Linked DNA regions of Mus musculus: region 2 is linked to region 1. The links are chromatin contacts, called in public promoter capture Hi-C maps. All regions are on one chromosome and are shown on one strand. The core of a region is the stretch at or near the end of the contact, and the rest is flanking DNA. Distances in the headings are between cores, read along the strand shown. Region 1 holds the start of Tap1 (transporter 1, ATP-binding cassette, sub-family B (MDR/TAP)). Region 2 holds the start of Nfkbil1 (nuclear factor of kappa light polypeptide gene enhancer in B cells inhibitor like 1).

Region 1 (6,653 bases), core at 2,657-5,156:
TGAGATGCGCTAACAAGTCCTCACGGTACTTGTAGGAGATGTTCTTCACCACGTTTGCAGCAGCCAGAACGAGGGGCGGCTCCTCCAGCTCCAACCTGAAGCGGATGTCGGGAAGGAGGGTCAACAGCACTCTGCTGAGTCTCACTCTTGTTAGCCCATTGCCCTCTCTGCCAAGTCACGCTTGAACCAGCGGCTGCACAGATACCAGCTTCCCTCCCATGTGCCTAGGGGGGCCAGAGCTCCACAATGGAGGTCCTCGGCTCTTCACCTGCTTTTCTCTGCTCCACCTTCCCACTCCCAATGATAAACCCCTCCCTTGCCTCTAAGGGCCCTGCCCTCGTCGGTTAAAGCAGATGATAAGCTTGCTTCCGTCCCAGTGACCTTGATTTCTCCTGGCAACTGCCTGATATTAGGAGTGGGCCAAATGGCTGTCTTCTTCCTGAGTTCCTACATCAGGGCAGTGATGTGCACTTTTCAAGTCAGCACAGGGGAGGTGGAGTCACTACCGTGATTTCCTCTTCACAGACGCAGAACACTGGCTCCCAGACACTCCAGTGGGAGCTCAAAGCTGGCAGAGCCACGCAGTTGGGGAGTTTTAGCGGGAGGGGAGTCAGGACCCCAGGGCTTTGTACCCGTGTAGCTCCAGCTGGTAGGCGGCCATGTCAGCTATGGCTTGGGCATCAGCAGCGGAACCTGAGAGGGCACAGAAGATGTGCTGGTGCAGAGGGGAGAGCTTGTCGAACACGCGGTTCACCACTGCTGTTCTGTAAGGAAGAACCAAACGTTCAAGTTGGTTTAAAAAGATAATTGTAGAGCTTGCAATGCTTAGGTTAAAGCAGGAAAAAAAAAAAAGACATCTCAGATCAGTAAGTCACTGTAGTAATCAAAGTTAGATGTGCTTGGCTCTGTGTGTGTGTGTGTGTGTGTGTGTGTGTGTGTCGAGGGGAGGTGTAGCCCAGGTGGTAGAGTACCTACCTGGCACGCACAAAGCCCAGCATAGCATGAGGTGGGCATGGCGGCCATACTTGTACTCCTAGCACTCAGAAGGTAGAGTCAGGAGGAACAGGAGTTCAAGGCCAGCCTTGACTACATAGCAAGTTTGAGGTCAACCTGGGCTACAGGAGAGATCCTATTTTAGAGACTATACTCACAAAACACTAGACTTTTAAAAATAGATTTGTTTATCTTTATTTCATGTCCATTGGTGTTTTGACTGCATGTTTGCCTGTGTGAGGGTGTCAGCTCCCCTGGAACTGGAGTTACAGACAGTTGTGAGCTGCCATGTGGGTGCTGGAAATTGAACCCCGGGTGGTAAGGAAGAGCAGTGCTCTTAACCACTGAGCCATCTCTCCAGACCCAAAATATTAGACTTTTAAAGACTTATTTTTTTTTTTTATAACAAAACAACAAAAGAACACCTAGGCAAGAAAAGTGTGCTTCTATGGCAGGCAGTGGTGGCTCACGCTTTTAATCCCAGCACTTGGGAGGCAGAGGCAGGCGGATTTCTGAGTTCGAGGCCAGCCTGGTCTACAAAGTGAGTTCCAGGACAGCCAGGGCTACACAGAGAAACCCTGTCTCTAAAAACAAAAAGTGAAACAAGAGAAAAAAATTGCCTCTTTCCAGAATTTCCTTGCAGTTCATCACTTTGAGGGGCAACGGTGGTTCTATGGAACATGGCAGAAACAGCATGGATGTCATCCCAGTCTGACTTGTGTGTGAGCAAACTAGCCAGGACGGGAGACCAATCAAACTTACTTCAAACTCAGGCAAATGAGTGAGATAACTGCTTCAGAAAACCACCATTTATCTTTTATCCTAACTGCAGATAACACAGTCCATCTACAACCTACCCGTGTCCCTCCGAGATACTATTTCTTTATGTCCATCAAGCTACAAAATATTCATGAATGCCATGGATTCAGAGGCCCAGACGCCTCTCCATCAATGCATTATGATACTTTTTTGGAAAGATCAGCTTCATTTCTTGGAAGGTTATCATACTCCTCAGAAGTGGGCAAGAAAAATGTGCACTTAGGGCCACCAGCTTCCCTCCAACACACGGGCCTTTGACACTACTCACCCCGCTGACACCCGGGAATCAGAGCCCACCACGACACCCCCGTCAAACTCCACTGCCATGATGGTTGTCTGCAGAGAGACAGTACGAAAAGTCAGAGCTAGGAGCGTCTTGAGCCTCCATCTTAAGGAGGAGAAAATGTCCATGCAGGAGGTGACCGACTCAAGGTCACCCTGAAAAGCAAGGATGGTTCCTGGAGGCAGACACAATCTGCATGAGGAGAGCAAGAACTGAGAGGAAGGCCCAGGAAACCGGCCCCGCTGCTTGTGAATTGCGTACCACATGCATCATTACTGTGAATTACTGTGACACAAGACCAGGTCTTTCCTGGTCCTGGATCCCCCACCTGCAACCTTACTTTATCAGAAGGGGAGCCTTAGTGTTACTGAACAAGGGACACAGAGAGGCCGGGGGTTAACATGGCCAGGAGTCGAGACACAGAAGCAGCAAGGATCCTTCAGGTAGGGCACAAATTTCACTTAAGCGAAGTCTCTGCAGCCAGGGGAAAGGACTTCTGGATAGCAGAGTTTTTCCAGGTCAAGGAAAGAATTACGGATAAGTGAAGGAGGGTAGACACATCTACTTCCCCCACACCTTCTAGGTTAAAAGGCACCTTAGGAGACCCTTGGGTGCACTGAGAAAACTGACTTATGGAGACGAATGAGCTTCCCAAGTTGACTCAGGTCTCACTCTGAACCCTTGATTGATTTGATTTCTAAGTCCCACAGCTCCGTGGCAGCGAGGGAGACTTTTTCCAACCTTTCTGTCCACTCCATGTCGTTCTGATCTCCGGGGACCCTGCCCGCGAGTGTGCTTTCTGAGCACAAGTAAAAGGCCAGAAATGTCCACTTTGTTCCTCCACACCATGTTAACACTGTGGTTGGTGGCTTTTAGAGAGCAGAAACCAGCTGCCATCTTCCCAGCTCCTAGGTCTGGGCAAAGTTCTCAGGCAAGCATGGGAATGACGGTGTTGGGACAGGGTGGGGTGGAGTGTGCTGCAGGGCAGCACCTGGAACAAGGAGGACCACCGATCATCCCCATCTCCCCCTCAATCCTGGCGCCAGAGAGCTTGTCCTCACTCAGGGTGGGGGCTGTCTGGGGCTAGGTTAAGCAAAGATCTGTATGATGTGTAGGTAGGTCCTTTTCAGTGAGCCTCCATATTACCTTCTCTCAGGTGCTTCATCCAGGACACCTCAGCACCTCTTTTGCAGGGGTCCCCAAGCCCCTCACTTGATTTAGCCAGTAACCCCAACTGCGCAGTCTAGAGTGAAAGCGAAAGCGCTTTGGAGCAACTTCCCTTAGACGCTTCCAGCTCAAGCCAAAGAACGCACCTTCTCACCAGCTTCGCATGCGGATCCCTCCACAGACCCCTGGACACCACACTTCTGAGCAGGGATACCCTACGTTCACTGTGGAGCGCAAGCGCTGGGCGCTACAAGCTTCCTAAGTCTCTTGGTTTACTTCCAGAGCTTTAGGGGTCCCTGATCACTCCACCCGCTGACTCTCACCCCGAGACCCATTACCCCGGTGTGGACTTCTTCCGTCCGGAACGAGCCGGCGGTAGGTGCTCCTGCCCGCAGCATCTCAGCAGAGCGGGGCTCGGCTTTCCAATCAGCGGCTGCGCGCGGTGCAGGCAACTTGCAGACTGAGGCCCCGCCCCATCATCGCGCAAGGGGCGTGCCGTTCTACCAGCATTTGGCGCCCAGAGCAAACCTGAGCAGGGCAAATCTGCCCAGAGACAGGTGACGACAGAGGGTCCTGCCCTCAATCTGGGGTGGGGCCTGGGATGGGAAAATTCACGCAAGCAAGTTAAGGGGGCTGGGGAAGAAGAGGAGAATGAGATTCATGGAGAAGAACACGACAGGCCAGGGCTGCTAGGCAGAACTCCAACTACAGCTTCAGCGGCAGCTTCCAGAACAGCCTGAGCAAGCCAGTCTCAGAAGGAGGCGTGTCTAGTGATTCGAGGTCGGCTTTCGGTTTCTTCTTCCTCTAAACGCCAGCACTTCTAGTCAGCTCCACCAGCTCGAGCGGGTTCCCGGGACTTTACGCGCACGCCCTCGGACCCGCCCTTCTTCCTTCCCCACGGAGACTCCTGTGCAGCGCGGACGTCGAGAGTCCCAGGCTAGGACCAGACTCTGGACAGCTCACGCTCGATGGCTGCGCACGTCTGGCTGGCGGCCGCCCTGCTCCTTCTGGTGGACTGGCTGCTGCTGCGGCCCATGCTCCCGGGAATCTTCTCCCTGTTGGTTCCCGAGGTGCCGCTGCTCCGGGTCTGGGTGGTGGGCCTGAGTCGCTGGGCCATCCTAGGACTAGGGGTCCGCGGGGTCCTCGGGGTCACCGCAGGAGCCCATGGCTGGCTGGCTGCTTTGCAGCCGCTGGTGGCCGCACTGAGTTTGGCCCTGCCTGGACTTGCCTTGTTCCGAGAGCTGGCCGCCTGGGGAACACTCCGGGAGGGTGACAGCGCTGGATTACTGTACTGGAACAGTCGTCCAGATGCCTTCGCTATCAGTTATGTGGCAGCATTGCCCGCAGCCGCCCTGTGGCACAAGTTGGGGAGCCTCTGGGCGCCCAGCGGCAACAGGGACGCTGGAGACATGCTGTGTCGGATGCTGGGCTTCCTGGGCCCTAAGAAGAGACGTCTCTACCTGGTTCTGGTTCTCTTGATTCTCTCTTGCCTTGGTAAGGGAGACTGGGTGAAAGAGCAGGCCACAGGGGACAGGGCAATGGGCATTCCAGGCAGAAAGGGAGAGTAAAGTAGTCCCGGGAAGCGTCAGAGACACTAAGGAGGCAACTTAGGCGGAAAGAGAAGGACCCAGGCCCGAGAAGGGGTCCAGACAAGGGCGTTGGGGACAGGGTCTTCTGGGAGCAGAACTTCACATCATAGCCCAAATGTGAAGGTTTCTTTCCACACCGCCATCTTCTCCTCTCCTCTTCTCTCTCCTCTCCTCTCCTCTCCTCTCCTCTCCTCTCCTCTCCTCTCCTCTCCTCTCCTCTCCTCTCCTCTCCTCTCCTCTCCCCTCCCCTGCCCTCCCCTCCCCTCCCCTCCCCTCCCCTCCCCTCCCCTCCCCTCCCCTCCCCTCCCCTCCCCTCCCCTCCCCTCCCCTCCCCTCCCCCTTCCCCTCTTTTCTATTCTTTCCTTTTTGAGATAGGGTCTTTCTTTGTAGCTTTGGCTCTTCTGGAATTCATTATGTAGCCCAGGTTGGTCTCAAACCCAGAGAGATCTGCTCGCTTCTACTTGGAGTGCTGGGATTAACAGCCTGTGCCCCCAAGGTCTGCTAACCGCCCTCAAGTAGCCCTTGAGAAGTTTGATGTAGCCGAGCAGGCTTGGGTCTGTGAACAGGCTTGGGTCTGGGAGCTCAGCTTCCTGGATAGTGGTGAAGGGAGAGGGGCAGAAGTTGCGGGTAGTTTGCTCATAATGTTTGTGACTGAGGTGTCTCTCCTCTCTCCCCAGGGGAAATGGCCATTCCCTTCTTCACGGGCCGCATCACTGACTGGATTCTTCAGGATAAGACAGTTCCTAGCTTCACCCGCAACATATGGCTCATGTCCATTCTCACCATAGCCAGGTGTGGAGGATGGGAATGGGGGTCCCAGAGCAGAGGGGACTGGCTGTTGGGACTGTCATTTAAGTTACACTTCTGTGGGGATCTGGGACTCTGTCTCAGGAAGGAGACAACTGATCCTCCCGTGTCTCTGACTCTAGCACAGCGCTGGAGTTTGCAAGTGATGGAATCTACAACATCACCATGGGACACATGCACGGCCGTGTGCACAGAGAGGTGTTTCGGGCCGTCCTTCGCCAGGAGACAGGGTTTTTCCTGAAGAACCCAGCAGGTCTCTCATGAAACCTTTTCACTTGTATGCTATAATCTCTATACCGCCACACACGCTCTCGACTGCCCCCCCCCCCCAAACATGTCCACACACACATGCCCAGGCTGGATCCTCAGAACCATATGGATGGGGTGTGGTAATTCCAACACTTGGGGGATGGAGGCAGGACCTAGAGGTCAAAGTTCAAAGTCTTTCAGCTACATAGTCAATCTGAGGCTACCCTAGGCTACATGAGATCCTTTCTCTATATCCAAGACTTCCTGTATGTTAGGGAAAAGCTCTAACAACTGAGTGACCCCCAAGCCTTATTCATGGTATATCTCAAATGTAGCAAAACATTGTCTTTTTTACCCTAAGGAAAACTGTATTTGCATTCATTGTTCCCCATATGAAGCAGCAGACTTACAGCCCTGGAAAGCCAGAGACCCTCAACTCCAACGGCCTCATTTTAAATGGAGGAAACTGAATCCTAGACACTAGACGCTGAAACCTACCTAGGCAGATGCACCGAGGTTAGACCCGAGGGTCTCCATTTCCTAAAGGACCCTGGGCCTGCCTCTCTGGTTGCTTCCTCCCTTCTCTCCACGGCTACTGGAGGGAGGGCCAGCGGCAGGCAACAGACAGGAGTTAAAGTAACTGAAGAGCTGAAAGCTTTCAGGGAACTGGAAGTTCACTTCACATTACAGGGCATCACTGTGTAGCCTTGGCTGGCCTAGAATTCACTAGGTAGCCCAGAGTGGCC
Region 2 (6,653 bases), core at 2,153-4,652, 1.0 Mb after region 1:
TGTTTCTCAGAATTCTATACGACAGTGGCGGTGCCTATTCCACCATTAGGAGATCCTCAGCCAAGTTAACTGAACCGCGGAACTTATCATTACGTAGCAAAGCTGCAGCCAGTCCGTGGCTCATGTGTTATTACAACCTCCGTTTCGGAGGCGAACAAGCTCCCGAGGTAAGGGTGCAGGCCTCAGGATCCGTAAGCGGCAACCCTAGGCACCACACTGCTACCACCCAGGAGCTGCCTCTTAAACTGTAGCCGGCTGCTGAACTCTATCTAGGTACACATCTCCTGAAAGCATACCTAAGAATACTTTAAGTGCTATAACAACCTTGGGTGAACTGAACGGCTATAAGCTCTTAGAGTAAACTGGTCTCTGGTCCAGCCATAAATTCCTGTACAGTGTGACTCTGAGCTGAAGGTTAACTGCCTGACCATCTAACCGCTACCTCTCTGCTTCTGTAAGCAAAGCTTGCTTGCTGCAGCTGTCCAGAGCTGCCTTTCTGTATACGCCACAATTGCATTTTTTTTGCTCTTAAAACCTCAAACTGGAAGTGAGGCTGCTTCCGGCTTGCTACTCTGCTTGGAACAGCCCTACTGGTGGTATATAAAGATTCCACAGGACGTATTCAGGAGTCTGGGGACTTCTTCTCTTCAGGTATCCCATAATAAACTCAGCCAGGCAGCTGCAGCCTTCCTCTCTTTAAGCTTAAAGAAAATCAACTACGCAGGCCCATCTTATTTGTGTTAGAGGATTTTGGGTTTGGTTTTGGTTTTGATCAAGGAGAGGCCAAGCTGGAGATGAGTGAGTGAGCAGGGTTGTTGATCTGTGGGCAGAAGGCCGTCCGTCTCTTAACAGACGGGCCTCTCCTCCAGTTCTAGTCTGGAAGCTGCTCTCCAGGGAATTGCTTCTGCTGTCACTGCAAAGGCAACACCTACGCTGTTTCCAGAACTGTGGGATTTGGCAAAACTGATCTAGAAGTATGCCATCTGGGGCTAGGTCAAGAGGCTGGGGGAGCAGGGGCAGGAGAGTGCAGGGTTCTGGTAGGAAACCCCTGAGTGTTAACCTCAGCGGGATAAAACTAGTCACACCATAGCCGCCATGTAGGTTAGGTGAGATCTGCTTGATGGCTTTTTTTTCCTTCACTTTTTGAGACTCTTAGGCCCTGCCCAGACTGGCCTTGAGGTGTTCCCGAGGGCTGGGATTACAGGAGTGTGTTGTGAACTTCCTGTCTTTCTAGGCGGGGAGGCTGTTTCTGGGCTGGCTATCTGCCAGTAAGTAACACAAATGAACTAGAAAGAGGCTGTCTGCACTGTGGAGCCACTACCGATGCTGACTGGAGATGTTTTGTTGACGTCTCTCTACCGTGGCTCCGGCTAGCTTGGATGTAGAGCAGACTGGCCTTGAGTTTGCAGAGCCCGGACTGCCTCCGCCTCCAGACCGCACCACCAGCTTAAGTAGGATTTTTGTTACAGAATTTTGGTGAGAATGAAGAAAACTGGTCTGGCGCCTGGTATGTGTCAAGGGACATGAGTCCATCCCTAACACACAGCAGCAGATCTCCGGCATAACACCAAGTAAAAGTTTCAAGTCCTCTGGCCGGCCCAGCTGATCATGTGACAAAGCATGGATACTTTGTAAGGTGTTTGTGGCATTATTACAAGGTTGCCATTGTTTTGATTATGCAAGGAGAGAAGCAAAATTAAGGGGGTGGGGGTGGGGTGAGTGGAGCTGGGATCTGACCTGAGCAGTCAACTGCAAGGTAAAAAACCATCAAAGAAACAAAGTAGTCACTGAGCTGAAAGCTAGGAAATGTAAAGAAAGAGTTGCGAGCTATGCGGCTGGGTGTGGGAGACACATGCCTACAACCTCAGCACTTGGGATGCAGAGGCCAGCCTGAGAGACTCGGTAAGACCCTGACTCAAAAACAAAAACAATCGGGCTGGTGAGATGGCTCAGTGGGTAAGAGCACTGACTGCCCTTCTGAAGGTCCTGAGTTCAAATCCCAGCAACCACATGGTGGCTCACAACCATCTGTCGTGAGATCTGACGCCCACTTCTGGCACGTCTGAAGTCAGCTACAGTGTACTTATTTATAATAATAAATATGGGCAGGAGAGAGTGCGGTTGCCCTAAAATTCAATTCCGAACAACCAGATGAAGACTCACAACTATCCGTACTGCTACAGTGTGTACTCATATACATAAAATAAATAAATCTTCAAACAAACAAACAATCACACCATGCTAGCACACACCCCTTAGTTGATTGGGCGATGTTAGGATAAGCTTTTCTGTTACTAGAGAGATATGGCCACATCCCAACCAGGGATCTTCAACAGTTCCCAAGGACCAAAGAACTAACTTATTTCCCAACTATTTTGTTGTATGATACAGGGTCTCTCTGTAGTCTTGGAGCTCACTGTGTAGGCTACATACTTAGAGAGATTCTCCTGCCTCTGCTTGCCCAGAGTCAAAAGACCTGCGCCACCACACCAGGCCTTTATTTCCCACGCATTCTTTCAGTTCAGATCTGGCCAGCTTCTCAAGACCAGTTCCCACGGACCCACTCACCATCAGGGCCCTGGCGGGCAGCAGCGTGCAGCGCCGTGTCGCCATGGCGGTCCTGGTGGGCAGGGTCAGCGCCGAGACGCAGCAGCAGGCACAGGGCAGGGGCATCGTGGCGGGCGCAGGCCCTGTGGAGAGGCGGGGGCTGCCCAGCGTCCACATCAAGCCCGGGATGTCGCTGGAGGAGAGCCTGGGCTCGCACCAGCCGTCCTGCAGACAAGTACCGCCGGAAGCGTCGCTCTCGGCGGTGCCGGCGGGAAGCGGAGGCCATGGAACAACTCTGGGGCTGAGGAAGAAGTGGGAAATGGCAGCGGTGAGGTCCCAGCTCCGCTCTTCCCCGTTTCTCCCTTTACCTCCTATTTCCTCCCCCTTGCATCTCCAGCAAGAGATAAGGCCTATTCTAAACTCTCATCCCTTAGCAGATGGCAAGTTTGGGGCGGAGGGTGGGGATGGGGTTGGAGTTGGGGGCTGGTGGGGAGGGGGGAATCACAGAGTTAATTTTTGATGTAATTTTTGAGAAAATGATACATAGTTGTTTTAAGGTTCCAGAGCCCAAGAAAAAAGTTAATTCTGAACTTTGGAGGGAAACAACAACAACAACAACAAAAATCAAGTAAGGCCAGATGGGGGCAATTTTCATTAGCCACAAATCTGGAGAAAAGTCACAAATTCAAAGAGCGATCTAGAAATGGAATATAATGTACCCGACAGACAGACGTAGAGGCTTCTTCCTCTGGGGCCTGGGGGGAGGGGTTACTCATCAGACCTGCTCCCCGCCCCCCCAAGGACCCTCAGAGACGGAGGCCGGAGGCCTGGGCTTAAGACGCTCGGAGAAGGGAGGTGGGGAGGGAGGAGGCGCGCCAGGATGCAGGAAATGGCGCAAGCACACGCGCAAGTTTCGGGCGGAAATGAACTGTGTGTTCCATCCCGGAAATCGTACCGAACGCTCGGACTGGGTGACTTGTGATTAGGTCTCCGGAGGGGAAATAAGACAATTTGCGACATAGGGTCCTCCTGCAAGCGGAAGATGAGAGGCGAGCTTTCGAAGGGAGGCAGAGGCAGAGGCAGGCCTGGTCTATAGGGCGAGCTGCAGCGACAGCCAGGACTACAGAGAGAATCCCTGTCTCGAAACACACACACACAATCTCACACACACACACATAATCACACACACACCACACAACCACAATGAGGCCAAGTATATGGGTAGATCAAAAAAGAAAAACACATGGTTAGACACTAACAAGGCAAACGTAGGACAGAGCAGGGAGATGTGTGCAGACGTTCAGATTTGGGGGGAAAGTCTGAAGAGAAGATGGAGGCTGAAAAGAGGGGGTAAGGGCGGAGGGAGGCGTGGAGACACAGTTGGGAGTGTAAGTGAAACCCAGCGTACTGTGTCCAAGCGCATCCTTACCTTCCCACACCATTCTCATCGCCTTTGTGTCTCCTTCGAGACCACCAACCAAGATCTCCTCACACCCAAACACTCTGCCCTCCGCTTCCCCCAGACCCATCTCTGTGGACCCTGGTGACACGGAGAGGCCCTGCACCTGCTGCAGTAGTCAGCACAGGGCTGGTCTCTGCTGCCCTCGGGCGGCCGTTTCGGGTACTACCTCAGTGAGGTTCGAGAGGAGGACCAGTCATCAGTGTGAGGATGACAGACACCCACCCGGTGCAGGAGACTGAGTGAAAACGGGAGCGCTAAGACCCAGTGGGAGTGGAGGACCGCATCAAGGGCCCGGAGGAGTAGGCGCTGGAGGGTGGGAGCCGTCTGGTACCTCGGTCGCCTTCGGAACAGCATCCTCTCTAGTGATAAAAATGGCCAGTCAGACCCAGGGTATCCAGCAGCTCCTCCAGGCTGAGAAGCGGGCAGCGGAGAAGGTGGCCGATGCCAGGAAGAGTGAGCCCCCCTTTCCTCTCTTAGGAATATGGAAGGAGAATTTAGGAATAGGGGATAGCGGGCATTTGAGTCCTTAGGAAAAAAAAGCCCAAGGACAATGAGGACAGATGGGGGACTGAGGCTATTAGGGTAGAAGAAACGGGTGGGTTTTACAGTCTAGCATTTGGTTGGTTGACAGGAAACTGGATAACTTTCTAGAGGGCACTGATCCCACTAACGCACCTGGTTGTGTGTGTGTGTGTGTGTACACTCACTGTCCTTCTGCCTCTAGGGAAGGCCCGGCGACTGAAGCAGGCGAAGGAGGAGGCTCAAATGGAGGTGGAGCAATACCGCAGGGAGCGGGAACAGGAGTTTCAGAGCAAGCAGCAGGCGGTGAGTTGAGGGGGACAGGGATGGCCCCACCCAGGTGCAAATCGGTGGGTGCCTCTTGCCAGGTGTATACAGGTGACTAAGAAATTAGGGTGTCTGAGAGCTGAAGAGGCCCTGACAAGGACCACACATTGGTAAAGCTTTGACGGGATCTGTAAGGTCTGAGGGTTTTAAAGGGTACATGAGACTTGTGGGGCAGCCTTCACAGTCTGTATGGTGGGGACAGTTTTATGGTCAGTCTCAGAAGTAAGGATTGTGCCCACCTGCTTGGTATCTACATGTTTTTGTGGGGTGGGAATAGTTTCGAAAAGGCTTCCCAGGCCTTCCTCTGAACCTTTCCTCCTACATGCTGGGACCCTCCTTTCTCTGTGTCTGCTTTTTTCTTTCTCTCCTCCGCCCCCATCCCCCAGGCCATGGGCTCTCAGGGGAACCTGTCTGCTGAAGTGGAGCAGGCCACAAGACGGCAGGTTCAGGGCATGCAGAGTTCCCAGCAGAGGAATCGGGAGCGCGTCCTGGCTCAGCTTCTCGGCATGGTCTGTGAAGTCAGGCCCCAGGTCCACCCCAACTATCGGGTTACTGTCTAGAACCATCGCTCAGGGACACATCCCTAGAGTGACTCCTTCTGTCAGCTCCGTCCACAGAGAAATATCCCAACTCAAAACCACTTGTGTCGCATGCGCAGAGCCTTGGGTTCAATCCATAATATCATCCCCCCCACCCACCAAATCGCTTCACATAATAACCTGTTGCTGGAGGGGAGGCTTCTATGTGACAGGATCCAATATTCCCCCCTGAGACTTACAAGTAGCCTGTTCAAACCCGACAAACCCGAATCTCTCTGTTCCATGACACCCACTGGAAGTTTACTAATGAATGCCCACGTCATCCCCACCGGACCCCTCTGTGAAATATATGTCCTGGTGACAGTTATGAAAGCACCCTGACTTCAGAGCAGGGGAACCTCTGTTCCTCTCCCACCCCTGGTCCTTGCTGGTTACACAACTGGGACAACTATTTAACCTGGAAGCCTCAGTGTCCTCATCTTTGTGACTGGAATGACAGCAACAACGCTCACTTTGTAAGGTGGCTGCTGTGAATTATCTGTGAGAATTCAGCATAGTTCCAGATGACGGAGTGCCTGTATCATGACCGCACTCTGCGTGCCTGCCAGAATTCTAACCCCCTCTCCTGACTTTTTTATTCCTTGTGTTCCAGCTTTGTTCAGCCACTGTGACACTAGTAACCCTCTAAAGAATTTGTTTCTCTGGCTCTCCCTTGGCACATCATGCCCCCGAACAGTTAAATGATAATGTTATTTAGCCCCTCTGTCCGAGTCCCAAATATATATCAAATCTCTTAGCACCTCTCTGTTTCTCCTGAGCTGGTCTTTCTCATGGTTGGCCCCCCTCTTTCTCTGTTTTCCCAAATCTTGCTGCTTCCGGGAGCTGAAGATATCTATGACATTCACATGCATGCATTCCTTTGTGTGCCCTCAGCACCTTGCCTCCTTGTGTAACAGCGGAGTGTCAATAAAATACTGGTGGATGAGTCAATTGTTGGTGAAAGCAGCCTCCTTTTTGCCTTGCCGTTGCTCACTTTGGTTCGCTGTCCTCAGAGTTATGCATTTATATAGTTTCCAAAACACTGCAAAGGGCTGTCCTGGAAGCTTTATGGAGAAACAAAAGGACACAGTACTGTGTCCCCTCTTGAACAGAGAGTTGCATAGATAGTTGTAAGGGAAATGTTGGCAGAGCAGCACTCTGTCTCTTTCCTGGTTTTACACTGCTCATCAGCACCAGAGACAGAGACAGACAGACAGGCA

The links. Promoter capture Hi-C pulls out the DNA fragments that hold promoters and counts their contacts.
Region 2: a contact with region 1 is called in a promoter capture Hi-C map of pre-B cells, with 3 times the contacts expected there. The contact joins the promoter of Nfkbil1 here to the promoter of Tap1 in region 1. A contact is called at or near these places in 5 of 39 promoter capture datasets (the HPC-7 cell line, frontonasal cranial neural crest, liver and 2 more), 1 of 15 datasets of contacts at CTCF or cohesin (embryonic stem cells), 1 of 484 Hi-C or Micro-C datasets (B cells) and 1 of 9 other capture datasets (adipose tissue).

Annotation. Positions count from the first base shown.
Region 1 is chr17:34,183,650-34,190,302 of GRCm38.p6, forward strand. It overlaps Tap1 (transporter 1, ATP-binding cassette, sub-family B (MDR/TAP)), which reads left to right and starts at 3,907. Exons shown (of 11, transcript NM_013683.2): 1 at 3,907-4,756; 2 at 5,529-5,643; 3 at 5,781-5,911. The coding sequence starts at 4,231. Psmb9 (proteasome (prosome, macropain) subunit, beta type 9 (large multifunctional peptidase 2)) reads right to left here and starts at 3,681. Exons shown (of 6, transcript NM_013585.2): 1 at 3,601-3,681; 2 at 2,081-2,148; 3 at 633-764; 4 at 1-95. The coding sequence starts at 3,660.
Region 2 is chr17:35,232,384-35,239,036 of GRCm38.p6, forward strand. It overlaps Nfkbil1 (nuclear factor of kappa light polypeptide gene enhancer in B cells inhibitor like 1), which reads right to left and starts at 3,403. Exons shown (of 4, transcript NM_010909.5): 1 at 3,267-3,403; 2 at 2,569-2,848. The coding sequence starts at 3,323. Atp6v1g2 (ATPase, H+ transporting, lysosomal V1 subunit G2) reads left to right here and starts at 4,213. Exons shown (of 3, transcript NM_023179.3): 1 at 4,213-4,462; 2 at 4,734-4,834; 3 at 5,242-6,384. The coding sequence starts at 4,381. The coding sequence ends at 5,415.